Linked DNA regions of Mus musculus: all the other regions are linked to region 2. The links are chromatin contacts, called in public HiChIP or PLAC-seq, Micro-C and promoter capture Hi-C maps. All regions are on one chromosome and are shown on one strand. Each heading gives the region's core, a stretch centred on a gene start, on an enhancer-like site or on the middle of the called end of the contact. The rest is flanking DNA. Distances are from core to core; before and after follow the strand shown.

Region 1 (3,471 bases), core at 53-2,552, 900 kb after region 2:
CGGCCTCGCAGAGAGGACTCGGGGCTGGCCTTCGCGAACAATGGGCAGGCGGCAGCGGAGGCCGCCCCTCAGACAGCTGGCTTTCAGCCGGGCTTGCCGGGTCTGCTAACTGGAAAGTGAGGCGTGCAGAGGCGAGCGGGAGACCCGGGGCAGAAGCAGAGAGGAGCGGCCGGGGACGGCGAGGCGAGCCCGCTGGCTGCAGCGTCCCTGACCCGCGCCGCTCCGGCCCAAGCCTCCGCCACTGACAGCTACACCGCCGCAGCCGGCGAGTTGGAGCAAAGCGGGATCACCGAGCCTGGGGATGGACCGGGAAGAGGGGTGGAATCCAGGTATCCCGGGTGCCCCGGTCCGGCAGCTCTTAACTTTGGAGGGGTCCGGAGATTCATTTCCGAAAAAGGGAGAAATACTACACCGACCATCAGGAAAGCCACTGCACCATGCTCACTCGCCACTGGGGTTCAGTGCCCTCGCCCGGCAACATCTGTACCAGTCTAGGGTTTGTGAGGTTAAATAGTATCCCCCCCCCCTCGCCCCCATCAAATCTGAGGTTGGCAGACTTCGGAGATGCAGCCCATGAGTTGGCCTCGGTTTTGCACCTGGAGGGGGAGCTGAGGCGTCCCAGGGACCCAGCAGAAACTGACAAGCGCGCCCCTGTCCCCCCCCCCCCCCCCCGCAGCCTACACAACAGCCCGAAGGGAGCGGACGGAATAAAGAGCTCGGTCTCCCCGGCCTCCGAGTCCGAAAATACCTTCATCTCCTCGTTGATCTCCCTCTTCACAGGGTGAGCGGGTTTCCGGCTTCTTTTATTTTCCGGAGGTCTCCCTTCTTTCTCCATTTCTGCCATGTTTTTGTGTCTGGTTTCTGTGGAGATGAAATGGCTGCTGCCGCCGCCGGCGGTGGTGGTGGTGGCGGTGGCGGTGGCGGAGGTGGAGGTGGTGCTGATGGTGGCAACGCTGGCGGAGGTAGCGGTGCTAGCGGGTCCGGGGCTGGGGGTGGGGGTGGAACAGGCGAGGGAGGAGCGGGGTCTCTTCTAGCGGCGGAGACCGTCAGTGGCCGTCACGGGGAAGGGTAGCCCGGGGAGTCTCGGGGATGCCGCCGCCGCCGCTCCTACCGTCGCCGCCGCCGCTCCTGCTGCCGCCGCTGCCGGTGCCGCCGCCGCCGCTCCCGCTCCCGCCGCCGCCGGGCTGCATCCTCGGGGCCCGAAGGAGTCGTCAGCCATCTTCCTGAGCTCTGTCTGTCCGCATGGGCGAGAGGAGCGCCGGCCACGGCGGAGACAGCTGCTCTGGGCGTGCGTGCGTGGATCTGTGTGTGCGCCCGGGAGAGCGCGCCAGCCCCGGCGCCCAGCGCCTCCCGCGAGCCGAGCCGCGGGCGGAGGGAGGGACTGAGCGGGGAGGGGTCCGAGGGAGGGGAGGCTGGGGGTGGGGGGGACAAGGCCAGCCCCCCGCTCGCGAGCGGGCGTGGCTTCCCGGTCGTTGTAGACGCGGATGCTGCGCGGCTCCGGGGGCTGCTGGCGGCCGCCTGCTCCTGGGCGGCGGGCACCGGCCCTACTCGGAGCCGCCACCTCCCCGCGACGACCCCTCCTGCTCCCGAGCTCCGTGACGTGGGCTCCGGTGGGCTCAGAGTTGGCTTCTGAGGATGACCTAGAGGCCGCTGAGGCAAAACATAGCGGGGTGAAGGGTGGAGGTGGAGCGCTGAAAGGGCGCAGGGACCTGAAGGCAGAGCGAGAACTCGGCTCCGGGGTTGCAGCGCCCGGGAGCGGAGGGAAACACAGACCGGACCCACCGCTCAGGCACCAGTGTCCTGCTCCGAAGACTACGGCAGGCTGTGTGGAGGCTGAATGTCGCTTAGAGGGGTCTCCAGCACAGCGCGCCGTCAGACTGTTTGCCAGGAAGCTTTTGCCTTCCTGAGAAGGACTTCGAAGTAGGACAACTCAGCCTCCAGCTCCCTGATTTTCTTTCTCTTTCTGTCTCCCTTCCCCCTCTGCCCCAAACGCAAGCTTATGCTCTGTTACAAAGTAGCATCTTTACCCGGTGACCCGGCTTGCACCCTCACCGTGCCCTGTGCTTAATGGGAAGGGTTGGGCTTAGTGGGTACTGTTGTGCGCTCAGGATCCCTCCCCCCAGAAGCCCCACGCCCTCGCCACGCACGACAGGACCCTCTCCTCTCCATCAGGTTCCACACTCTTCCACCAGACTCGCATCTGCTGGTTCCAAAGCCCAGCTCATCCTCCATGCGCTCACGTGTTTCCTCTTGGGCCGCCTCTGTCCACGCCCTGGACCAAGGTCGGCTGCGCCTGTCCCTGTCTTTTGGGTTGAGGTATCAGCGTGAACCGTTTGATGAGGCTCCAGAGACAACACACAGCTCTGAAAATCTCCTACACACACTGCAAAGGAACGACACCTAGACGTTCCCAGTTCAGCTTTCCCGCGCCGCTCCACTTTGTAATTACCTGACACAATGTGATATGGGGGTGTCCATTGTTCCCCGGCTTGTTATTACGGAGTGTTCATTATGACAGTGGTGGAATTTAAAATTACACATTTTTAAGTCCTTAAGAGATAGAATGAATTCGGTGTGGGGGTATGAGTAAGCTTTTCATTAAAATCTCAGTTCGGCCTATCAAGTGGGGTTCATTCTGAGTGTTGCCTTGCCTAATTTGCATTTTAGCATGGTTTTGTCTCTTTAAGCATAGAATTACAGATATCTGGGAGCGTACTCTGCAGGGCTGAACAACCCTATGAGGCCTGTTTTTGCATTTTAGCATAATGTGTTTCGTACAAATATTTGGGAGGGTACCCTGGAAAGCATCTTCTCTTTCGTGTGCTGGGGGTGCGAGGGAAAGTACCTGTGTACCCGAAGCCATGCAGAAGGCCTGTGGGAACTTCTAAAAGCCAGCTTTTGCCTTTTAGGGGTCATAGTGAAAAGCCAGGGGGTCGTGTCAAGGATTTAAGAAAAGGGGTAGATGAAAACCAAGGAGATGTGCATCCAGCTTCAGAGCCCCAAGTCCTCTGGCTGGGTCATATGTATTTGCAGAAGACGTTGGTAAACCTCCAGCGACCCAGTAGTTAAGGAGGCTGAGAGAAGCCCGGACTCCTCCCCATCACTAAGGAATGTGATCCTTATATATGGTTACACCATTCATAGTATGTATGGTTACACTATATATAGAGGGTGTCTCCATCATCCTATTGTTGGTAGGCTTGTTTTTTTCTGTTCTGTCCTCTTGGTGTTTAGCTAAAAAAAAAAAAAAAAAAAAAAAAAAAAAGTGGTAGGAAAACTTTTTCCCCCTTACTTTGTAAAACTACAGACTCATGTTGTAAAATAAACTATGCAATAAGAAGCCTTTGTCTCTTGGAAACATTTACATCTTCTCTGTTTCCTTTGGGGCCAGAGCTGTCACAATTGACTCACTGTTGTTCAGCTGATATCAAGTAACAAGTTGTATACCCCCCTGTCTTAGATACAGTTTCA
Region 2 (3,604 bases), core at 231-2,730:
GGCTCGGCCGCCGCCGTCCTCGTCGTCTTCATCGTCGTCCTCCTCGGGGATCATGGAGTCTGCGGCCGTCTCCCCCGAGGGCTTGGCCGGGCTCGCCTGCAGCTCCGGCCTCTGCAGGGGCCACGTACAGGAGCGTGGCCGACTCTGTGGCTCGAACTCTGGGTCCAGCTCCACTTCGAGCGGAGAGAGCGGGACCGGGGAGGCTGGTGCCTCTGCCATCTTCGCCGCCTGCCCGCCGCCCGCGGCTTGGGCTCTTGCTCTCTCCTCTCGAGCCCAGGCTGGGTGCGGCGGGGGAGGAACGGGGCACCGCGAAGGTTCGAGCTCCAGCTACCTAGGGAAGCGCGAAGAGAGAGTTGGTTATCCTGTGTTGGAGCCTAGTCCGCGGAGACTCCTCGCCCGCGGCCGCCACCTAGAACGGATAGACCTGGGGACGTGCGTCCCGCGAACCTGGCGCAGCAGACGCCGCCCCCTGGCCTGGCCGCCCGGGAGACGCGAGCGAATCGACGGCCCCGCGCGGGGCAGCCCCCTCCCCCGCTGCCGTCGCCAGAACCGCAGGTCTCTCCCGGACTAGATGGCGGGGCGGAGGGGGGAGGGGCGTCCCGGGGGAGGGGTGGCCGCGCCATTAAGTGTGGGCGGCCTCCGGACCCCAACAGCTCCGCAGTGGTCGGAGGGCGAGCGTGCGTGCGTGCGTTTGTTTATGTTTGGCTCTGGCTCGCTCAAGTGCCTCCCGCGGAGGCGCAGGGCAAGTCAGCAGAGTCCTGGGCTCTTCTCCCGCTCCCCAGCCCTGCGATCCCCCCCACCCCTCCCAGGCGAGAGGCCCCCTAGGGCTGGCGCGGGCAACTCCCGTCTTTTCCTCTCCGCCCGCGGACCAGCAGGGAGAGCGTGGGGGTCTGGGTGCAGACCTGCCAAGATCACTTCCAACAAGAGAGAGAGAGAGAGAGGGCCGACCCCGCAGGACTAAGAAGATCTGAGATGTATTTTCTTGGGGACGTGGGGCCCTCCGCCCCCTTCCAGGTCAGAAACGGGAAGGAGGAAGCAAGTGGGAACATAAATCTTCCAACAGGTCGGGAAGCGCCAAATCTCTCGGACTGCATGAAAACCCGGACCAGCACCGTTCATCACCTCCTTGCTCCCGCTGCTGCCATCTTGACAGTTCCCCCTTCCCTCAAGTCCTTTAAAGACACTAGCGGGAGAGAAGGGGGGGAGCACACCGAGTCACGGGGAGGGAAAGGGAAGCGCCTGGCCCAGCTCGGAAACAGATCCGGAGTCACTGGAAAGGCGGCCGCCCCGTTGCAAAGCTCCGGCGCCTACCTCGGCTCCTTCCCTTCAGGAACGAGGCGGGAGGGCGTACGATTCCGCGCGAGCCCAGGGCACCGCGACGAGGGGACTCTCGGGCCGCCGCCGCAGCCCGCCGGAGGAACCGCCTGTCAGCCTGTGCTGCGCCGCCGCCTTCCACATTCCTCCTCCTCCCTTCCACGAGCAGGGCGGCCGCGGCAGCAGCACAAAGTTATAGCCACTCACAGGGAGCCTCAACCTAGGATGACGGCGGGGCGGGTCCCCGCCCAGGGGGAGGGCTGGGGCGGGGGCCGGGAGGGCTGCTGTGCGTGCGTGTGGGAGTGCGCGTGTGTGCGCCCTCGCGCCTGCGCGGGGCTGCGGGAATGGGGGCGGGCGCGCGCGGGTCGGGACTCGGCCGGCTCCGCAGCCCTCCCGGTTGGGGTCCCGCGCTCTCCTGGGGACCTCAGCGGCCACGCTGGCCCGGGACGGGAGGCCAGGTCAGACAACACACCACTGCGCGCCGCCCCGCGCTCTCAGCCTTGGGCCCTGCGTTTGGCTCGTGGGCCCGTGGCCTGCCCGTGGGTGCGTGGGGTCGGAGCCCGCCCCAGTATCGGGTTCCTTATTAGAACCTGACACCAGGGAACACCCGGGTTAAGCCGGCAGCCGCAGGTGACAAGGGTTACCTGGGCGTGGAAACACTGGCCGGCGAAGATCGCGCCGAAAGGTGTGTCACTGGACCCTCACCTGGGACACCCGGCGACAGTCGTGCTTCGCTTTTCACGGATTTTAAGGCTAAGTGGGAAAAGTGCAACTCAGGAAGAAAAGTGCAGTGCGCCCCAGTCCTGAACGCAGGAGCAGAAGATAGCTAACTGGAAGCGGGCAACAGTTTTCTTATGCTAAAGCAGCTGATTACGTGCTTGACTTTTCTAAGTCTATAGACTTCAGATCGCACCTTCACAATCCCTTATCCCACGATCCGTGCCTCCCGGCCGTACTGTGTGCTTTTCTGCGCCACACGCGACATGCATACCAAAAGTCTACCATGCATTCTGGTTCATACGTATCTTTCCAAACAAAACCCTCTCGGTCTCTGCAGCTAAAGTCTGGGCTCCGCAACAACCCAATACCCCAAAAGAGCCAGCCTAAAAGAGCCTGCAGAGGCCGCCCACCCCGGAACTCCGGCCTCCAGGCTTTACGCGTGATCCGTCACTCAAGTGACGTGAGGCCCCCGCCCCTGCACCAAGCTAGTTCGACGCGTACAAACAGATGATGTCATTGTCTCTACACGCGCGTGACCCCGGAGCCCTGCGCCGCATCGCCATTCGCTGCGCGGCTTCCTCGTCAAGCCACGCCGAGCGCTGACTGGCCGCCGCCGCCAGTCTCTGGGCTCCAGACGCCTCTCGCTCCTCTTCGCCCCCGCCCCCAGCAAATAATAAACAATCGAGTAAAATTGCAAGGACAGAGGGGAGGGAGAGCGAAGGCGCGCTGAGTGGCAGCCTTCGCCGCGCAGACAGCGGGAGGACTAGAGGAGGACTGTGCAGGGAGGAGGGAAAGGAGGTAGGGAGCGGATCTGAGCCGCACGCTCTATCAGGGCGAGAAACTTTGAGAACCTCGGCGAGGCCAGCTTGCTAGCACGGCGGGCTCTAGGACCCCAGGGCCCTGGCGAGACGGGAGGGGCGGAGCCTGGTTGCGCAAAGCCCGTGGGCGGAGCCCGGCGGCACGTGCGGGAGGAGGGGGCGCGTTGCACGGGCTCGCCCGGGACGCGCAGCCCCGGCGGCTGGCGCGCTTGTTTACCAGCACACGTGTGTGTTATTTTTGAGATGGAATGTGGGGCTGGCTGAACGGCTGGCGCGTGGGGCCGCCCGCGTCGGCGGAGGGACGCGGCGAGGCCCGCGCTGCCGCGGCCTCCCCGGGCGCTGTTTGCAAGGAAGCCAGGCTGGCCCGTAACCCGCTTCCCGCATAGCCCAGAAGTCCGGACCACGCATCTGGACGGCGAGATTCTCGCGCTGCCCAAGCAGCTGCAGAGACCAAGGGCGCAGACCGAGAAACGCTGCCTCCTTTGCGTGCTCTTGGGGCTCCTGCCTTCACCAGAACAAAGCAACTGCTTTAGATACACACCGGTGCACACACCTGGACCACAAGGTGGACACTTAACACCCTGCGTGGTCTGTGACCTTGCTACAAATATCCCCAGTCCTTTGGTGCAGGTTTTCGGGCTGCATGGCTCGGCCCATTTACGAATAAATATATTTCCATCACCTCGGCTTGTCTTCGGAAAGTGGAGCTGAAGAAAGGAATTCTGCCTTTTAGGGTTGCTATGCTACCTTAG
Region 3 (3,614 bases), core at 1,068-3,567, 600 kb before region 2:
AGCTCAGGATGACTCTGTGCAGACCGGAGGACTGGTACCTGCGCTCACCATTGCTCGGGAATCTTATGAAGCACATTTCAGCTTGTCCATCATCTGCCTCCTACAGCCAACTACTACTGGCAATGAATTTTCTAGTTCCTGATTAACTCAAGCAAGCCTGTAGCAGATCAAAGTTCCCATGCTAGTTTCTCCCGTGCTAGCTTCTCCCATGCTAGCTTCTAGACTGATCTGGCTCACACTGCCCCCCAGCCCCACCCCCACCCCTAGGCTGCTACCTATCGCCTTAAAAACTTGGCAAGGCCACCAGCTTGCCATTCTCTCTGCACCCCGCCCCCAGAGACTGCATTGATGGCTTAATCCCCAGTAAACCTTTCTGTCTACCCATGGAGTGGTCTAGCTCAATATTTCACTGCAGCCTTGCTTACAGTGAGGGCGGGTGGTCCTGGGTACTATAAGAAAGCAGGTTGAGCAAGGCATGAGGACAAGCCAGTAAGCAGCACCCTCCATCAGCTCCTGCATCAGCTCCTGCCTCCAGCCTCCTGCTCTGTTTGAGTTCCTGCCTTGGCTTCCCTCAGTGGACTGTGATAAGAAATGTGAGCCAAATAAACTCTTTCCTGTCCATCCAAGTAGCTTTTAGTCTTGGTGTTTCGTCACAGCAATAGTAGGACCATTATAACTAGAACACTGAGCTACACAAAATCCTATAAGGAGGAGGAGGGGGAGGGGGAGGGGGAGGGGGAGGGGGGAGGGGGAGGGGAGGGGGAGGGGGAGGGGAGGGGGAGGGGGGGAGGCAAAGCTACACGATTTTCCAAAAATCCAGAGGAATGAGATCGCGTGGGCTTAAGGGTTACAGACCAAAAACACAGTCCTGTAAATGATGTTGGCACAAAAACAAATCCAAGTGGATCTTCATGGTCAGTATGCTATTAAGTGAGCTCCGCCCCCAGCACTGGCAGGGGGCGGGGCCAGGGAGCCACCGGTGGTGGGGATGGGGAGACAAAGTAGCAACTTCCCATCCCGAGGTCATTCAAGTCCACCCAGGTTAGATTTGAGCCTGATCAGGTCACCCAGCTGATTTTTATCTTGCAAATAATTTACAACTAGGGCTAACAAGATAGCTCACTGCTGAAACCGTTGTTGTTGTTGTTGTTGTTTTGTTGTTGTTGTTGTTTTAAGTTATAACTCTGAAGTTCTGTATCCACTGCCTCATCTTTCCCTCTGAAAGTAATTTTAATCTGGCTTCTGCTACTATGAGGTTTCCTGTTGGAAGGCAGCAGGATTTACAGTGGAAGAGGCCAGGCCTGCATCCAGCCGCATCATTCAGGACACAGTGAGTCCCAGTGGGTAGAACCTTATCCAGTATGTCAAGAATATTGCAACCAGGGCTGGTGATATGGCTCAGCGGTTAAGAGCGCCAACTGCTCTTCTAAAGGTCCTGAGTTCAAATCCCAGCAACCATATGGTGGCTCACAACCATCCGTAACGAAATCTGATGCCCTCTTCTGGAGTGTCTGAAGTCAGCTACAGTAGTGTACTTACATATAATAAATAAATAATTGAAAGGAAAAAAAGAATATTGCAACCAAAACACAAACAAAACATACTGCAGTCCCATCTCAGACTCTGGGCTGTAGATGCTTGACAACTCTCCCAGGATGTCTGTCTAACCCTGGGCACATGTATATCTTCTTCAGCCCATATCCTCCTACTGTGTCTCTAAAACCTACAGGGGGAAAAACCCAAAAGGTAAAATCCCTTAGGCTTAGCTATCATCAGGTCTTGTTCTTCTTACAGAAAGGAGGCTCTTCCCAACAGGAAGATGGCTTATTACATTGTATATTATTACTCTAGAAAAAAGCATTGGCAGAAAAAAGAAACAGCTTTGTGTCATGTGTGGCTACACACACCTAATCAAGAAACTCAAGGGGGGGGGGGGGACAGGAGTATCAGGAGTTCAAGGTCACCCTCCACTACACAGCTACTTTGAAGCCAGCCCATGCTATATGAGATCTGGTCTCAAACAAACAAACGAGAAACTTTGTAGCAAATACTAAGCCTTTCTTCCAACCTCCTGTATTTATAGTAAGAATGCATTGTGTACCGAGGAAAAGAGTCCCATCTCTTTGGCTGAGTCGCTCAGCTTTTGCACATCGTCTGGGATGTGGAAATGTGAGAGGAGGCGCCTCAGCTGAGGTTTTAGATCATCCCTGTCTGTCACGTGCTGAGGCAAGACAAACGCAGCATCTGTTCTCCCTGACCCTGAAAAATATCCAAAATCAAGAGCGCGACCAGTGAGTGGGAGGCGGCAGAGACAGCAGATGGCCTTGGAGAGAGTTGGAAGCAGGCCCTCTGCTGGTGGGGAGCCGTTTTGTTCTCCCCTGACCCTGTGCCAGGCAAGCCTGCACCTTTTTTGCCACCCAGCCCCCATAAGCTTTCCTGGGGAGGTGCAAGTACTCTCAATGATCTCACAGCCCTCAGGAGAAACCCGCTAGAGCTCCTGGGATATTCTGTATACAACGGGAATGTCACTCAAGGGCACTCGGCAGAAACCTGACCCGACTTCTCAGTTCTCCGGAACACAAAAGAAGAGCAGAGAGACCGAAATTGATCCTGACGACTAAATTCTCTGGCAGCTGTGTAACAGAAAACCTGAACCAAGTCTCAGAAATCATTTCACCGGGAAGGATTGGTATGGCAATGGGTAAACTGAGGCGTAAGGAGGTGATATGCAGGACCAGGGTGACAGAAACAGGCCTGGAAGCCAGTCCACTTGCCTCTTAACCTACTAGTTGTAAAGATGGAGACAAAATGTCTACAGTCATGGCTACTGTCTTTCATCAAAAAATATTACTATCAAATTACAACTTATTACAAAGATGTGACTTTGGCATATAGGAAGACAGTGGTCCAAACAGGCCTTTCCAGTTAGTCTTATGTCAATTCCACACAAGCTAAAGCTATCTGAAATGAGGGAACCTCAATTGAGAAAGTGCCTCCATAAGATCCAGCTATTAGTGATTAATGAGGAGGGCCTGGCCCATCGTGGATGGTGCAATCCCTGAGCAGGTGGTCCTAGGTGCTGTAAGAAAGCAGACTGAGGGGCTGGAGAGATGGCTCAGCAGTTAAGGGCACTGACTGCTCTTCCGACGGTCCTGAGTTCAAATCCCAGCAACCACATGATGGCTCATAGTCATCCATAATCAGATCTGATGCCCTCCTTTGGTGTGTCTGAAGACAGCCACAGTATACTTACATATAATGAATAAAATCTTTTTTAAAAAATGCCTTGATTTGGGTATTCCAAAATAAATAAATAAATAAAAAGAAAGCAGACTGAGCAAGCCATGGGCAGCAAGCCAGTAATCAGTGCCCCTCCGCGGCCTCTGCATCAGCTCCTGCTTCTAGGATCCTGCCTTCCCGAGTTCCTGTCCTGCCTCCAACACTGAGCAATGTGGAAGCATAAACCCTGTCCTCCCCAGCTTGCTTTGTGGTCATCATGGTTTGTTGCAGAAATAGAAACACTATGTCACAGTAATCACGGCCCCCTGCTCTACGCTAGTAAAGGCCAGGCTCTTACCTGAAACATGGGGACCCAGAGGACCAGGGGATGCAGC
Region 4 (3,570 bases), core at 831-3,330, 990 kb before region 2:
AGTTCCTGGAAACAATATTCAATCCCCTAATGAATAAAGGAGCCAATCACTGGGCCAGTAGGGGGGACTTCCAGGTTAGACGGAGGAAGACAGGAAACAGGAGAGAGTTAGGTCCTTTCTGGGCAGGGATAGCGTGAGGACAAGATGTAGCTACGAGTGTCTCCCAGTTTCAATGGCGGATCTGTCAGGATTCGGCACCGGAGGATTTAGATTTAATAAGGCTTACAAGATTAGGATTTTAGTTGTTGCGCCCAGTGAGTGAGTTACTGTTGTTTGTATTTGTGTTGTGTTTTCTTTCACACAGCAGATCATCAGGGTTCCAGAGAGAAAAGTATGGCGGCAAAGCGTGGGTTTGCCTGATGTGTACCACAAAGGCCGTGGGGGATTGGAAGCATGGGGTTGGTGTGGTAAGGACCCACCAGTGGGAACCCAGCAAGCTGGGTAAAGAGATTTTGGTGCTTTGAGTCAGAGTCTCCATGAGATAAAGACCGTCCGGCTACTGCCGGCCAGGCCACCAGGGCAGAGAGTTGCCGGCACAAACACAGCAACATGACAGTTTCATTTTTTGATATTTCCCACAACAATCCTTTTTTTAAACATAAAGTTCATAAGCAAAACTAAGTGGACTGCTTTATTTTTGGGTAGTGCTAAGAATCAGACCAAGAGCCCCATACATGCTAAGCACACACTCTGCCAAGCTATCTCCTTAATTCAATTATTCTTAAATTACTTTAAAGAAGATAAGTAAAATCTCATTATCAAAAGTAAATACTGTAAAGATATTTTGCTTAAACATGTCCTTTAAAAAGTAATATTTTTGAAATGTAAATAAATAAAATAACCCATTTAAAAAAAGTGAGAAGATACTGCCATAGTCAGCCAGCATTTTACCATGTCACCGGTTACGCAATGTGCAGATGTAAACCAACTAAACACTACATACAGCTGTCTGCTGGACAATGTCAAAGGTCAAGCTGGAAAGCATCCGCCATTGGAAGCCAAAGCAGATGAGACTGAAGAAGGAGCTGGAGCTGTATACAATGATGGAAGAGTCTAGCATTTGGACTTCAAGAATGAGTACAATTCTAAGAAATAACAGTATGCAGAATTCTGTTACAATGTTTTCTATCTAAATCTGTAGGATAAATAAAACTCACTGAAGCTTTTACTAAGTGTACATGTGTCACATAATAATACAGCAATAATAACATCTTGTTAAAGATGTTCCTCATGTTCCATGGGGACATAAGATTGCATTGTCTAATAGCAACATAACTATGTCTTAGTTTGGGTAAGTGGTTTTTTTTTTATTATGTTTGCAGTGAAACTCATCTAACGACACATTTCTCAGAATGTATCCTGTTGCTAAGCAACAATGACTTTGTTTATAAAGGTCTGATCTACCCACAGGTTATGAAAAACAAACCTATATGCTGGCTGATACCAGTTAGAAGATAACTAGCTGAAGTGCTTAGCCCCTGGTATCCTAGAATAGGCAGGGTTTCCTTGACACTGTCAGTAGTAAGGAGGTAGGAATAAAGTGATTTTAATAACAATTAGAAAACAAAGTTGGGGAATGCAGTAACAGGACTCTAGGCACTGGGGGAACAGCCAGACAGAGAGGGAAACTGAGGGAAAGAAACTCAGAATGTCAGCCACGAGCCCCAACTCACTGCCTAGAGGAGGGGGTGACCAATCTGATAAAACAGCCAACCAAATAAATTAGAAAGAATGGTTTGCAAGCTATTTATTCTTGTTACCAGAAAGGGAGCCACCTTACTGAGGTCATGATGATAAAGAACGCCCAGGAGAGCGACTAGCAAGAAAAGGCACGAAAGGGATTGTTATGTTCATAGCAAAAACAAGATGAAGCCAGAAGATGCTCACAGAGCCCCTAACACACTGAGCAGAGTGTTCCCTTGCAGATAGCAGACCCTCACAGGGAGAGCAGGCCCTCACTGCAGGCCCTACATAGAGAAGACCCTCACAGGCAGCAGGCTCTCACAGGGAGAGCAGGGAGAGTGGGCCCTAACAGGGACGGGAAGTCATGTGACTATCCACAGGCTCTGCCCTCAGAAATGGTCCCTTAAAAGAATTTGTGCGGAGAATAGCGCCCTCGTGTGGAGACTGCTCTGAGGCTTTGACCGGCGTGGGGACGGTGAGAATCACTGTCTACACTGCCCTCTGATGGCTAGCCAAAATCCACTCTAGTACTAATTTGATTTTTTTAATTTAAAAAAGAGAGGTAATTTTTCCAGAAAGAGCTGTTCCCACTCAGTCCCGTGTTCTTCTTGTTGAATACAGCAATTCTGTGGCCACGCAAACTCACACTGTGGCATACTGGATAACACCACTCAAGACGGATCTCCCCACGGGAGGAAGCAGAAGAATAACTGCAAATGGAAAGGCTTACCCAAGAAGAGAAACGATTTACATGAATGAGCCTCCAGCAGAAACAGATTGGGGTCCCATGGACCCCAGAGTACTAGAAGATAAAAGAACGACCGGGAGTGGTGGCGCACGCCTTTAATCCCAGCACTTGGGAGGCAGCGGCAGACGGATTTCTGAGTTCGAAGCCAGCCAAGACTACACAGAGAAACCCTGTCTCGAAAAACCAAAAAAATTTAAAAAAATAAAATAAAAATAAAAGAAGACATCACTCTCATCCCTCCACAAAAAAAAAAGAAACCAAACAAAAAAAAAACAAAAACAAACACAAAGTCGGCACATGTTTCTGAAGAAAAAAAAGCAAGATTCAAACTAAAAACCAAGACTAAGATGACATACCTTGTCTTGCCAGTTATTGTTGTCATTTACGGGGTTCACAGCTGGTTAGACAATGGTGACCCCCACCCCACCACACCTCTAGTAGCCTACACAGTACTTTCTACTGCTATGAAAGCCAGCCAGCAGGGGAGAGCTTACTGCTCAGAACCAACTTGACTTTTTCTATGTTCTGTGACCAATGTGTGTGCTGTCTTCCCTCAGCGACAGGGTCTAACCAACAAGTTCTGCTGAACAGAAGGAAAAATCCTGCACTGAGGGGTCTGCAGCCAGCTCTGACCAACAGCTCTGGGGACCCAATACCTGCCGCTCTGCTTAGTTGGCAACTTAGGGATTCTGAGAGGAACAGATAACTGTATAAGATAACTCCAATTAAATGCATATATATTTATATTCTTGATTCGTATATAACTATATAACTATATATATTTCATATACATATCTTATAAAATAGATTTTATACAGCTTTTTCAAACATCCTTAGAGTTATTGATCCCTCTCCTCACTTCCTGCTCACCCCTACCCTCCCACCCCTCTCCATATGCCATGGCTGCAATAGTGGCAAGAATGGGGTAACCCACTGCTGTCTGGCTCGATTGCTGTAGATCTGGCCCAGAACCCACGGTTGAAGAGCTCACACTCACCAGCGGTAGACCTACGACTATTTTTCTGGAGAATAATTAATAAATAATTAATAATAAACGGACACAGTATCAAACCGTCCTTTAGTCTTAGCTCTGTTCACACAGATGAGGCTAGCTCTCAATCACACCAGAGAAGTTTCAC

What was found. Promoter capture Hi-C pulls out the DNA fragments that hold promoters and counts their contacts. Hi-C and Micro-C count contacts between places; a contact is called where the count stands out from the background. HiChIP or PLAC-seq counts read pairs in DNA pulled down with a chosen protein or histone mark.
Region 1: a contact with region 2 is called in a Micro-C map of embryonic stem cells, with 8 times the contacts expected there. The contact joins the promoter of Sobp here to the promoter of Foxo3 in region 2. A contact is called at or near these places in 1 of 39 promoter capture datasets (hippocampal neurons) and 1 of 484 Hi-C or Micro-C datasets (embryonic stem cells).
Region 3: a promoter capture Hi-C map of hippocampal neurons shows a contact between it and region 2, with 5 times the contacts expected there. The contact joins the enhancer-like site here to the promoter of Foxo3 in region 2. A contact is called at or near these places in 11 of 39 promoter capture datasets (the 3T3-L1 cell line, 3T3-L1-derived adipocytes, the C10 cell line and 7 more), 1 of 15 datasets of contacts at CTCF or cohesin (the NIH/3T3 cell line), 1 of 484 Hi-C or Micro-C datasets (CD4 T cells) and 14 of 115 datasets of contacts at active chromatin or transcription factors (the SCID.adh cell line, astrocytes, cardiomyocytes and 11 more).
Region 4: a contact with region 2 is called in an H3K27ac HiChIP or PLAC-seq map of thymic regulatory T cells, with 4 times the contacts expected there. The contact joins the enhancer-like site here to the promoter of Foxo3 in region 2. A contact is called at or near these places in 1 of 39 promoter capture datasets (hippocampal neurons), 1 of 484 Hi-C or Micro-C datasets (the G1E-ER4 cell line) and 2 of 115 datasets of contacts at active chromatin or transcription factors (embryonic stem cells and thymic regulatory T cells).

Annotation. Positions count from the first base shown.
Region 1 is chr10:43,173,228-43,176,698 of GRCm38.p6, forward strand. It overlaps Sobp (sine oculis binding protein), which reads right to left and starts at 1,303. Exons shown (of 7, transcript NM_175407.3): 1 at 749-1,303. The coding sequence starts at 844. It overlaps 9030612E09Rik (RIKEN cDNA 9030612E09 gene), which reads left to right and starts at 1,472. Exons shown (of 1, transcript NR_102361.1): 1 at 1,472-3,338.
Region 2 is chr10:42,275,215-42,278,818 of GRCm38.p6, forward strand. It overlaps Foxo3 (forkhead box O3), which reads right to left and starts at 1,481. Exons shown (of 4, transcript NM_001376967.1): 1 at 1,312-1,481; 2 at 1-331. The coding sequence starts at 219.
Region 3 is chr10:41,676,639-41,680,252 of GRCm38.p6, forward strand. Ccdc162 (coiled-coil domain containing 162) reads right to left here. Exons shown (of 48, transcript NM_001358562.1): 7 at 3,578-3,614; 8 at 2,102-2,259. Among named protein-coding and RNA genes, the nearest start is that of Mir3473b, 7.7 kb to the left of the region's middle. Within about 2 kb of position 2,318, at least 78 of the 459 cell types and tissues checked have an H3K27ac peak or open chromatin away from gene starts, as enhancers often do. A contact at or near this core is called in the SCID.adh cell line, embryonic stem cells, forebrain and 1 more, where this site is marked.
Region 4 is chr10:41,286,886-41,290,455 of GRCm38.p6, forward strand. The region is part of intron 1 of Fig4 (FIG4 phosphoinositide 5-phosphatase); the gene reads right to left. Among named protein-coding and RNA genes, the nearest start is that of Fig4, 15 kb to the right of the region's middle. Within about 2 kb of position 2,081, at least 76 of the 459 cell types and tissues checked have an H3K27ac peak or open chromatin away from gene starts, as enhancers often do. A contact at or near this core is called in embryonic stem cells and thymic regulatory T cells, where this site is marked.